2 separate regions of the Hordeum vulgare genome follow, and region 2 is linked to region 1. A link is a contact called in public Hi-C data. All regions are on one chromosome and are shown on one strand. The core of a region is the stretch at or near the end of the contact, and the rest is flanking DNA. Distances in the headings are between cores, read along the strand shown.

The links. Hi-C and Micro-C count contacts between places; a contact is called where the count stands out from the background.
Region 2: a contact with region 1 is called in a Hi-C map of leaf, with 7 times the contacts expected there. The contact joins the promoter of LOC123402722 here to the enhancer-like site in region 1. A contact is called at or near these places in 2 of 6 Hi-C or Micro-C datasets (leaf and seedling) and 1 of 1 datasets of contacts at active chromatin or transcription factors (embryo).

What each region holds. Positions count from the first base shown.
Region 1 is chr6H:229,282,307-229,288,785 of MorexV3_pseudomolecules_assembly, reverse strand. LOC123406217 (probable magnesium transporter NIPA1) reads right to left here. Exons shown (of 11, transcript XM_045099703.1): 11 at 4,329-4,774. The coding sequence ends at 4,598. Among protein-coding and RNA genes, the nearest start is that of TRNAW-CCA, 28 kb to the right of the region's middle. Within about 2 kb of position 3,780, at least 1 of the 3 cell types and tissues checked has open chromatin away from gene starts, as enhancers often do. A contact at or near this core is called in leaf, where this site is marked.
Region 2 is chr6H:230,031,501-230,038,018 of MorexV3_pseudomolecules_assembly, reverse strand. LOC123402722 (GDSL esterase/lipase At5g45910-like) reads right to left here and starts at 4,464. Exons shown (of 5, transcript XM_045096674.1): 1 at 3,880-4,464; 2 at 3,566-3,781; 3 at 3,314-3,465; 4 at 2,962-3,235. The coding sequence starts at 4,147.

The sequences.
Region 1 (6,479 bases), core at 2,531-5,030:
GCGCTTGGGCGGCCGGACGCTTGGGCTGCCCTAGCGGCCCCGTCCGCGACGGCCGCACCCATCATGCCCGCGGACGGTTCGCCTCCCGCGAATGCTGAGGGCGCCACGGGCCGCGGGCAAGGAGCGTCCACGTCCCCCAGGAGGTGCCTTGAGCGCAGCAACAGGCGCGTGGGGATGTCATGCCTCCATCGTCGACCGTCGCGCACCCGCTCCTCTCTTTGATGTCGTCTTCCTCTCGGCGCCAATGGACCTCTTCGCTGGTGCCATTACCGGGGCAATAGTGAGTAAGAGTGGGAAGCAAGGATGAGAAGGTTGGGGCAGGGGGGTCCCTCCCCCTCGCCCTTATATGGAGCCGCCGAGCGGGCAGTTGGTCTATGCCGCTTCGCACGCGCCCCAATGCTGGAAGACTAACGGGGGCAATAATGGCCCTGCGCTGCACGCAGGCTTTAACGTGGTGCCTGAGGACACCTAGGCGACGTGGGAAGCGGGAGCGTCCGATGCCCCCTGCTTGCCACGTGTCGCACGCGACTCTTCGGTGTGTAAGACTCGCACCGCTCCGTTCCCCACTACGAGATAAAACGCATCGATACATGCACCCGCGGGTCGAGCCGTTGGGCCCGAGGGCCCAGGAAAGCCTAGGGGCATCGTTTCTGGCCTCGCGGCGCGCGTCGTAGCCTCAGGTCGGCCCACCGCTATGCCTCAATAGGGCATCGGCCTCGCGAGTCTTGGGCCCATGGCCACATCAGGGATTTCAAGGCGCCACCGCAGGACGGTCGTGAGAGCTGCTTCGGGGGATGAAGAACGACCAAGGCAACATGGAGTGACAGCCTGGCCGGGAAAGGGCGAGTACTAAGGAATGCTCGGGGGCTATCCTCCGAGGCCCCATTGCCCAGTGGGAAAAGGCCGCTGAGGTGTGACCTCACTAGGACTCTCGGCGGGGACTAAGGAAACGACGAGGGGCGCCGGAAGGCCTCACGAGACGAGCAGTGGCACGCTAAGCATGACAGAGAGGAGTTGTTAAAAACAAAAATATATTACACATTTGATGCCCCACATGGGGTCGGGTGATTTTGAGTGCAACGGGAAAGGGGAAGCCTAGGCGGAGGAGGCGTTGTCTTCATCGTGGCCCTCGAGGGCCCCGGCGCTAGGGCTGCCGCTTGCTTCGGGGGTCTCCGCTCAAATGAACGGCTCCACCAGGGACTCCACGTGCTCGCTCACCTCGTCCTTGAGGGGGCACCGGAGGTCATCGGGCATCGGCCCCATCACGAGGGGGAGGTCGAACGTAGGATCATGGCGACGCAGGTTCGAGAAGACCTGCGTTAGCACATCGCCCAGGAGGTCACGCGCCCTGGAGTCGAAGTCGCCGTCCACCTTGGAGACGCCCGACTCTAACGCATCCACCACCTTGGTGAAGAACTCGAGGTAGACCCCATTGCGGTGCGCGCGGGGCAGCGACGGAGCGTATTGACGAAGTGACGTGGCGCGTTGTTCGTGCGGAGGGCAAGCTCCATGAACTGCTTGGCACGTTGCGCCTCCATCTTCCGCGCATGTGTCGCGTCGTCCTTGGTTGCTTGCACGGCGTCGGCGGCTTCTTCAATCTGGGCCTGGAGCGCGGCCAGCTCCTCCTTGGCGCTCTCCTCGCCCTGAGTGCGTCGTGAAGCACGGCATAGGCATTCCGCAGCTGGGCCCTGAGCGCCCGTCTCCGCCTCGAGTGTTTCGCACCTGAGCCGTTGACGGTCCTCCTACCAAGCGGGTTCGCTGCGGTCCGGGGCCACCTCGCTCCCGATGCCCTGAGGGGCAAACATGGCAAGTTGGGTCGCGCCCTCTGAGGGCCCGGCCGGCTCCTCGGCGGGGGTTGTGGGTGCCACAGGTCTCATCAGGCCGCACAAGGAGGAGAAGGCCTCCCCAGAAGGCGGCGTGCGGGATGCCCCCAGCGGGCTCACGCGACACCTCTGGGGCGCCGGCGCCCTGAAAGGTCCAACAGTCAGGATTCATCAGGACAAGCAAGACACGCGAGAAGAAGCAACAGTGGCGGTGTACTTACTCGTCGCTGGCAGACCTACGCCATCACGGTGCGGCCAGCCGCGACCCTAAAGATGTCGTGTGCACCTCGTCGCCAGGGGTGCCCCTTCTAGTCGCCATTGAACGAGAAGGGGAAGAAAGGAGGCGGCGTTCGCACAGGGGTGGAAGAGCGGGACGGGGACAGGAAGAAGGAAGAAGCAATGTGGTGGCGCGCCCCGGGGGTGGTCGTCTTATAGCCATGATCACGGCACCCGGGGCGTCGTGGGAGTAGCGGCGACGTGCCCATCGTGCGCCACATGCCGCGGTTGGCCTATGGGCGGTTCCGTCTTGTGTCGCCTCGTTCCCCCAACTGGCTGTCTTCGCGGGAAAAACGACGTGAATGAATGGCGTCAATCGGGAGCAACGACGGCACACACAGCACAGATGATCTGCCCCTACCCGCATGAGGCGATTCTCGAAGCGCCGCGGGAAGGAAGGGCCCCATGTAGTGTCGAACGCTGCGCGCCGAGCCTCACCCATAGGCGGTTGGGGCCCACGTCACCTCGCCCCTCCCGTTGGGAGGAGTCATGCCCGACGCGGGCCCGAGGGCTACTGTCGGGCCCCTGAGACCGGGGGTACCCAGGTCCGTCGGCCTACGGCCCCGGACGTGACGCGGCGGGGCGAGCCCAGTAAGGAGAACCATTCGTGAGGGGCCATGCCTCGCGAGGTGAGCGTTTGAAGGTCGTCGTGAAGGGCCTCGGGAGGGCGCCCATCGCGAAGTTTTCCCCTGAGGCCCCCGTGGAGTGAGCCCATCGAAGGCGACTTGGCCAGGTCCCACGACCCGGCTCCTTCACGTGGATGAGGCAGGCCGCCTACGCGGCGCATGAGCAGTGCTAGCGATTGTGTACGAGGAGAGTTTCCCCTTCCCTCCTAAGCAAGGTGGGACAGCTGGCATGCACCCCATAGCGACCCACAAGGGTTTCCCGTTCGATGCAAGGAGACTAAAGATGGAGGCTCCGCGGGATGGAGGTCATCCCCAAGCCCACCAGGGCGTCATGACAAGAAGCTTTTGCACACCAAGACCATATTTGTCAGGGCGGACTGCAGTCATGTCCCCTTTCAAAAATGGTCGTTGTGGCAACCCTTCCCGCCAATGTTTTCGGAGGAAGAGGACCAAGGCCCATATATAGGAGAGGCCCGGCCTCCGTAGAAGGGGATCCAACCTCGTCCCTGGGTAGGGCAAGAACCCACCTTTCTACCTGTCTTCCACCTCAGGCAATCCCAACACAAGCAGGAGTAGGGTTTTACACCGCAAGGTGGCCCGAACCTGGATAAACTCTCGCGCGTCCTAGCTCGTCGCCTTAGCTCGCGCTACCGTAGAGTCACCATGAAGCCATGAGGTAGAACAGGATAGAAGAGCGAGCGCACCCAAGTGTTCGAACCTTTCCTCGGATCGGTGAAGCCCTGATTCCGACAGGCGCGAGGCTTGCCTTTGCAGGAGGGTGCGGTCGTGATGCCGAACAAGGCGAGGCCGACGGTGGCATCAAGATCGTCGTCCATGGCGAGCGGCCGGAACGCAAGAGGGTGCGGTCGTGATGCCGAACAAGGCGAGGCCGACGGTGGCATCAAGATCGTCATCCATGGCGAGCGGCCGGAAGCGCGCGTCGACGAGAAGGTTTTGAGAAAGTGAAGGGAAATTATGGAGGCTTTACCACCGACTGGCTGGCCAAGGGGTAGTTCGCGTGCGATGTGTGTGCCCGTCTCATGTCCACGCCAATACAAACGCCAACGCAAATCAGACTGAAAAATGGGTTGACAGACAAGCGTGCGTCCATTTAAGTCGGTGTGTTGAGACGACTTTTCTGTCCGCCGCGACCAAACGGACACGCACGCGTTGGAGTTGCTCTTAGGTGTCAAAGAAATAATCCTAAACTCAGTTCACCTACGCAAGTAAACGGCTTACGTATCACCAAAAAGACATGGACACCGATCATAGTTTTGTGTCATTAGAAAATACAAGACAACTACAGACACGATACATACAAACATATTTGTAGACAGTGCATGAAAACCATCATTTTCAAAATGTTCACCTAAGTTCTCGTTGCATTTTCTTTTTGCCCCTTTACGGATCATTCATAAAGTATGTTCATAAGTTGTTTGGGTTTTGGCGTCCTATTATTCTAAAATAGGTCAAATAAACTTGGAGCAAGATTTATTTTTTTCCTTAAGATATGTGAGCAAGATTTTGTTCCTCTAAAAAATAGCAAAAACTTGTGGAGAGACCTCAGCTATACAACAACAAAAAAACAGAAACAGAAGATTAGTAAAGCTGTAGAAAACAAAGGTTATTTAGCCATCTGCATAATTTAAAGTCATGTGTAGTGGAATTTTCAAAAAGAAAGTCATGTGTAGTGGATACTCTATATTTATACACTTCAACTATACAGGTAAAAGGAAAACATAACACAACTATATGCTACTACTAGACCAATATAATATTCAATCAGATTGCATGTGCTTGTTGTCTCAAAGTTTTGGTACATTTGGTACTTGTTAGACGTGGAGCTGAAGTTAGGTAACTTGGAAGCAGGCTTCATCCCTGCACACGAATTTGATCAGGTGGCGGTGGTGGCGGAGGTGTTGGTGCCCTCTCCACATGTCTATCTGTGCTGCTGGTGTTAGTCTTGTGAAGTAGAAAAGTCCCTGCAACAATGGTCACGAACCCACATAGTTGAGTAGCTATCTGTGTTGCACTCTGTGAAACCCAGTCCTGAAATGGGGAAATAACCATGGCCCTAAGTCAGATGAAAATGATGTATACATATTACTTAACAAATGGTCAATTTATTAATGCATATAATTATGCCAGGATATTGTTTACAGTACACGACTCATCAAGGAAAGAAGCAACCACTTCAGTATTACAAAATTAATCTTACAGGGCACTTAAAATGTCGCATATTTCCACTATCTACATGTTGTGGAGATGGGCTAGGGGTGTACATATGCAAGGCAATGACTACATTATCGTATTCCATGTATTGATTATGGAAGCCTTAGCCACGGATTTTTATGGTTATTTCTAGTTGCCGGCTATCGAGACGATAGCCGAGGGGTGCACCTTGGCTGCTTGGATTAGTCGCGCAGTTTGGATGAGCAATGTTCACTCATCGGACAATTGTGTGACGTTTCTGGTCTCCCCCTCTATTGGATACCATTGGTGGTTGGACAAGGCCACTTTCCTCGATGAGATGCGAGATGTCCGGCTAGGCCATTAGGTCGTCTATTGGGGACTTAAAATGCTCTACCGCGACGAGGACAATAGCAATGTTTCACCGCTACATGGTGAGGAGATTATGCCGTTTCCTCAATGATTGCTAGCTTAAATAACTTTACTGAATCGGCACAAGGTTGTGGAGGAACAACTCCACTTGAACGCTACAAAGTGTACATCACTAGTGTTGAAGGAGCTATTTCAACGTGTTGCGTCAGATATCGCGCTAGAAGCAAATATAAGCCAATATGGTAGCATGAGTGCAGTCCAAAACTCCTTAAACACAAGACCTAGTCCAAGACCTCAGATTAAAACACCAAGTTCTATTATAGGTAATGGGTATATAGATTGGTTACAAACTAGAGATCAGGACCTCTATAAATAGGGCTTTAACAAGCCTTCACATCTTAACTTCTACTTACAACTAGAAGATTCTGGAAAACATTACTTAAGGTTCAACCTCTACTCATAGCTAGAAGACTCTAGAAACATTATCGATCGGATAAGAAAACATATACAACAACTTGTGTTCTACCGGATTTTGTGAATACTTTTGGGATTGAATGTGATGCAAGTGAAACCGACATACGTGGCGTGCTTATGAGAGCGTAGACCCAAGCAAACAAGCAAACCGTAGGGGTGACCGATCTTCACGAATAGAGATGGATGTGGGGAAGAATAAAAGCAAACAAGAGGAAAACGCTCAATAAGGACAAGATTCACAACCAAACACAGTTCTCATAACCAAAAGTTAACATAGGAGGTACTTCTTGATCCAAACACCACAAAGGAAGATGGAAACCGATAGCTCGTCTCCATGAGGGTCTTGAATTCATAAAGGAATCTTCTCCACAAGGGAGGTCTTGAAATCCAAATAGAGTTTCTCCACAAGTGGGAGGCCTTGAACCCACTTGGGGATATCCCATTGGGTAGATAAAGGAGCAAAGCTCTCTAAGTTTGTGTTCAACTTTGTTAACCCTAGAGAGGAGGTGAGCAAAGCCCTTTTCGTCCCGCGTGCCACGATTCTATGGTGAAGACCTCTATTTATAGGGCTTTGGGAAGCTTTCACATCTCAACTTCTACTTCTAGATAGAAGACTCTAGAATACATTACTTACTTAAGGTTCAGCCTCTACTCATAGCTAGAAGACTCCAGAAACATTATCTATAGGATAAGAAAATTAATACAACAAGCAATAACT
Region 2 (6,518 bases), core at 3,215-5,714, 750 kb before region 1:
GACAGTTTCAGAGTACTCCAGCTCAAGGGTTATGACATGATACTAGGAGTGGATTGGCTCAAGAAATACAGCCCTATACACATGGATTTCATCAAAATGGAAATGAAGGTGTCAATGGGACAAGATCATATAATCACTTTTCAAGATGAAACAGTTCCAAGCTATCAGCCTGAAGAAACAAAGGATAAAGTTCAGACTTTGATGGACCAAGCAGTGTGTGGGTTTGTTTTATTCACTGCTTGTGCTGTAGACACAGCAGAGGTTGCTAAGGAGCTACCAGTAGAACTACAGGAGTTACTGCAAGATTATGAGCTGCTGTTTCAAGAACCTACTGATCTGCATTGTGCGAGGGCGTGAGAAGATTACGATGGACCTGGTGGCTTCTTGGGGAGCATTGTGCCTCCACACCGCTCCAAACCGAGATCAGCATCTACAAGGGTGTGAACTTGGGGATACATCGTCGTCTCTGTGTGCCTCGGTTATCTCTTACCCGAGCCATTTACTTATGCACTTTACTTTGTGATAACCATATTGTTTCATGTTATATATCTTGCTATCACTTAGTTATTTATCTAGCAACATGAGTTGTTGGTGCACATAGGTGAGCCTAGTTGTTTTAGGTTTTGTGCTAAACACTAGTTTTACTAAACCGTAATTATTTGAAAGTGCCTATTCACACCCCCTCCCCTCTAGGCGACATCCACGTCCTTTCAGTGTGCGGATGTGTGGATGCCAGTCTCTTTTATGGAACATGACCTTCAAAAGGTGATTATATGAGGTTGATCTTGTTTGTTTACGAACAATTTTCGGGTCTCAAAATTTATTTCCACAAAAGTAAGGGAAAAGATTATCTTCTACCGGTCGATCGCGCGCGCCCGTCCGCCGGCTCAATGGTCGTTCGATCGTGTGTTGATCAGACGGTCGACAGCGTCCCCGCGTCTGCCGAAGCCGCTTTCATTTTCCTGCAACTCACCTGTTGTTTCAGGTCCTGATACTGGATAACAATAGGGGTGTTTCGGGGCTCGTCTGGCTGGGAGGGCAAGCGGCTGGATTTGGGTTTTTTCATGCAACATCCTCCTTGATGCAAGAAAAAATTATGCAACATTAGTTATGTTGCAGAACATTTTCTGTAACACCAATGTAAAGTTGAAAACCAAAAAGAATCTACAACATTAGCTTTGTTGCAGAAAAATTCCTGCAACAATATCTATGTTGCAAAAGTTCCGCAACATGGCCCTTGTTGCAAAAGTTGTCAGCTCAATCTGTCGGTCACCCCTTATTAAATCTTTATTGCAAAAAAAATTCGCCGTCTACAGCTCTGTCAGGGTCAAAACAAAACGGTTGTTTCCGCAACTGATTTGTCGTTTCAGGAATTAATGTGTCGGGGAGGAGACTGAGCCGCCTGCTAGGAGTTAGATCGGACGGCTGCGAACGGCTGCGCACGCGGAGATCTGACAGTTATCACGATGGTGGATGTTTATTAGACATCTACCGGTGGTCGCGTAGCGCTCCCCCAAAAGTAAGCTCTTCTATTTTGGTAAGGCCAAAAGGAGGAGAATCAGTACATGTTTGGCTTGAGGTGGGATCCCTTCCGTTTATATACCTCACGACTCTCATTCTTTATCATTAGCTCACCAACAAGGAATGGAAATTAGTGAAGGCCGCTTCAAAAGGATGCTCGGCAAGTAAAGTTGTTGCTTGTGACCATGAGGTCACAGGTTCGAATCCTGAAAACAATCTCTTGCAAAAATGTAGGAAAAGGTTGCGTACTATAGACCCAAAGTGGTCGGACCCTTCCCCGGACCCTCCGCAAGCATGAGCTATGTGCATCGGCTGCCCTTTTTTATGTTTACTACCGTGATCCGGCACACCAACAAATATTCCAAATTTGTTTGGAAACTGGTTAGGTGGTATTCACCATAAGCTGAAGGGCAAAAATACGTGTGGGAGTTTGTGCCATTCTCAGAGCAATATGGTTACCCAGAGTGCATGTTTTTTAACAAGTTGTCTACTCCTAATTTCTTGCAGGTTGTCCATAGGGCTACAGGTTTAACCAGTATGTGGTCATCACTCCAGCATGTGGGTGCGTGTGCGCTTATGCGGACAGACATGAGGACTAGTATGTGACAAACTGTACTTGATACACACGTTTTCCATTGTGAAATACCTATCTTAACAACATCGTGATAACTATACACAATCAAAAAAGGTGACGTTCTAATAATAGAAAACATGTGTTTGCAGTTCATGGAGTACATATGCGTTCTGAGTTAAGGTTACAAGGATATTATAGTGGCTTGTACAACCCATAAACAACATTGTAAAAGACTAAATGTAAAATGAATCCTTTAATCTAAGGTGACATTATGGCAGGTAGTATAAGTTCTGATTGGAGTACATATTTGAACCATCCTAACTATTAGCCCACATGACCACTAAACCACAAAATTAGCAATCGGGTAAGCTATGAAGTAGTACTGACTGAAGTGATAGCTAGTACCCCTTTAAAGACTAGATAAATGATTCTAGAGTATGGGATTAGTAACCTTGCTTCTATATACTCTGAACATGAGTAAGGTGCTTTGGGGCTGCAAGTTGTGTTCAGCATTTTTGTATTATGCTATGTGCTTCAATCTACTTACTACAGAAGGCTAAGGAACTTATTGCTCTCTGCCAAGATCTGAACTATCTAATTTTATATAGGGAAATCGCTGACTGGGTAACAGTTGACTTTACACCAGAGAGAAAAAAGCACATGCACACTAAGATCCATCTGTGGTAAGTACATCAGTAAGAACAAAACAACAGAACTCTTAGCTAAGGAAAGCCAATTTCAGTAGTGCAGTATCTATTAACCAAGGATATGAATATATGCATACAACTAATTTGCAAATCACTAAATTCCGATGCTTCCAGAGTTAGCTATGGCAAAAGTTAACAGTTCAGTGTTTGAGAACTAACCAAACTTCTCAGGTTGAAGAATGAACTGGACAACTGGTGTGTAGTAGTCGCCGTATATGATCCGCACATTGGGATACTTGGGCCGGAGCTTCTCTAGTGCTCTCTTGAGATGTTCATTGTGCACCCATGAGAACGTGTTGTACTGACGGATGCACCCGCTCTGGGAGCCATACTCATGGGCTGGCATATCCAGCATATTCAAGTACACGGGGAAGCACCCAGTGGGCATCACCCCTGGCACAATAAGATCCGCTGCCCCCTCAGCGATCAATTCCTGAAGCATACATGAACAACTAAAGTTGGAAGTACATTTGATAACAGCGAACAAATAACTCAAAGAAGCAATCGCTACCTCGACGCCATCGGAGATGCCCTGGATGACATCCGGCATGAACTTGTAGGCCTCTGTAAGGCCCTTGCCTGCAAACAAGGGCGCATTGTAGTCGTTGCCACCAAACTCGCCAATAACGAACAGCGAATTGGCATAAAACTCCTTGCATTCTTCTGCAAAAACCTCACGAGAACAAAAGATTCAAAAGCAAATTCCCAATTATTTCACAATCCAACACCTACATAGCTGCAAAGGTGGGATTTTGACATTTACCCTTGGTGGAGTTGCACAAGAAAGGCTTGAGATCACGGAACCACTGGATTTGGGTCATGAGGGCACCGGAGTTCCAGACCACCGCGCCGAGGCCCCTAACTTCGAAGTAGGGCGTGTCGAGCGCTGTCGCGCCGGTGATGGCGAAATTGGCGCCGTGCTTGAAGTCCGAGTGATTGGCCTTGGACGGCGGTGGCAGCGACAGCCCGAATTCTTGTGCTGCAATAACCGACCAAGCGCAGGAAACCCATCAGGACCGAATCTCGGAGGAATCAAGAAAAGCAGTAAGAAATAACCAAATCAAACCGGGCACTCACCCAGGTGGTCGATTACTAGGCGGCCGTCGGAGCACCGGCCGGTGGGTTTGCCAAAGTAGGTCTGCCCGTAAGGCAGCCTCGCCGTGGTGAGGTTGTCTGGGACGCCGTTTGCTATCAGATTGCCAGCGTCAGCCAGAGAGTCCCCGAAGTTGAACAGCGCTTGGTACTTCCCCTTGGCCGCCGCCTTCGCTGCGTCCACTTTCTCGGCCGCCGCCGCGAGAAATACCGCCACGACCGCAATAGCGACGAGCGCCTCCCATCTACCCATCCGACCGCTCCTTGGGTCAGTCTACGCGGAACGGAAGAGAGGAAGAAGAGAAGAAGGAGAAGGAAGACGAAATGGTGGTGGGAGAGCTAAGAGGAACTAGCAATTGCGGTTAGGGTTGGGGGTTCTTGTAGGCGTGGGCTGCGCTGGTGGCCTAACCGGTGGCGGCTGCTCGTGTGGCGTTTTCTTGGCTGCCCACGTCGTTCCCGCCGCAGGCGTGAGAGTTATTGCGGAGGTGGGAGCATGAAGAAGACTAGCAGCCTGTTTGGTTGGGGGGAATTAAAACTAGGGAATGGGAATTGAGAGGACATGAGACTAAAACTTCCTTGTATGGTTCAGGGGAAGAGGAATTTAGGAGGGAAGCGGATGCGGAATTGAGAGAGCCAACTCCATACTAGATCAACTCTAGCACATCCCGCATCCCGTCCCGACCCGTAAAATAACCGTCAAATTACGGATCGAGGCTAAAAAGTCCGCACAATCAGACCCCGCATTCCGTCCCGGTCCGTAAAAAAATGTGCGGGTCGCGGCAAATCTTCTCCCCCAACCTCTATCTTCACGGGCTGGGAGGCCGACCCGAGCTGAACCCCTATCCCGCGCGAGATTTGGCGGGAGGGATATTTCCGCGCGCCCGATCCCCGCTCCCCGCACCCTCCGCCACCATTGCCCCCCCCCCTCCGCAAGCTCCGGTTCCTCCTCCCCGGCCGTTCCTCACCGCCATGGAGGACCCCCATGTTGTCCCCCGTCACCGTCGAGGTCGCGCATGCTCCTTCCCCTCGGGGCGGATCTCGTCGCCGGCCATGTTGCCCCCGCCGCCGTCGCCCAAGCACACGCCACGCCTTCCCGCAAGCGGCAGGGCACCGTGGTCGTGCAGGGCGGGAATCCGGCTGCCCCCGCCGCGACGGCCCACGCTCCGGGCGCCAACGCCGCAGTGTGATACCGGCCGACGGCGGAGAAGGCCGACAAGGCCACGGGCGTAAAGCGGAGGAAGGTTCGCTTCAAGGAAGCCACCTTATTCAACCTCTGACTTCATCCCCCCGTAAGGAGATGCTCCGGCGATGTCGTTGAACGATCCCGCTCCCCCCGCAACCGAGGTGTTTGACGAAATGGCCGGAAGGTATGCCTCTTCAGTCTTGGCGATTCCCTTTCATTTTTCGCCATTAGTCTCGGTAGCTCGTGACTTGTTATCGTTCGCTATAGCGGTGGTTCGAACAATGCAACAACCGAGTTCATGAACATGTTGGACACGAACGCGGTTGATATTGGCAAAGGATCGAAGATCAATACTTCCGCATTATGAAAAAGTATCCTAATAGGACTGCAGGCACATTTCGGTCGCTTCAAGGGCATTGGGAGAATATCAAGCCTATGTGCAGCCGTTGGGCGGCTTGCTTGGAGCAAGTACGCAATGCACCTCCAAGTGGCACCGTGGAGTCTGACTATGTGAGTTTGTTTTTCCTTTGTTCAAGTTGTGCATCATCATAATGTATCATGGGAAATGATTGCATCACTTTGTTCATATTTTGTAGAACAAGATTGCTCAACATAGATACAAGGACATGGAAGCTTCGGAAGGCAAATTCTTCAAATTAGAGCATTGTTGGGAGTTGCTCCAAAAATGCGAGAAGTGGAAGTTGATCGACAAAGAATCCCCACCAAAGAAAGGCTCACTTATAAACATGGATGAAGATGAGGATGATGATGGCCCAAGAAATTTGCACAAGCCCGATGACGACAAGAAGACTAAAGAGAAGATGAAGAGAGAGCAAGAAGCAGCGAGCTTGAGGGAGAAGATTGATGCCATGGTGCAATCAAACGAGTTGATGTTGTTGAAGTCGTTGGAGATCAAGAAAGAGTCGGCTGAGAAAAAGGCAAAAGAGAAGCAAGAAAAATGGCAAATGCTCAAGGAAGAGGGGCTCCGCAAAGCTGCCATTGAGGAGAGAAAAGCACGCGCCTCTGAAAACAAATCGATGTCATTGTTGCTCGCCAAGGAGAACAAGATCATGTCAACAAACCGCAATGACATGGACGACCTTACCAAAACATGGCATGATATGGCAAGGAGAGAGATCTTGAAGAGGAGAATGGTCGCCTCGGCCGGTCCGTGTTCCAGTTCTGGTGATGTTTTCTCTGCTCCATATGGTGCCAATGTGGATGATTTCGGTGCGGGAGTTGGAACAAGCGACGGAGGTGGATTCGGTGGCGCCGATGAACTTCAATATGGACTCCATGGCGCGGAGTGAAGATCGACCCCCAAGATGATGTCGGACATGGGCGCAAACCTTTACATGCCCTCTTTTGTGTAATGAACTTTGCTTTTATTTGCGTGCAAACTGTTTATGTCGTTTGAATTTGAACTTGTTTGCCAAACCCT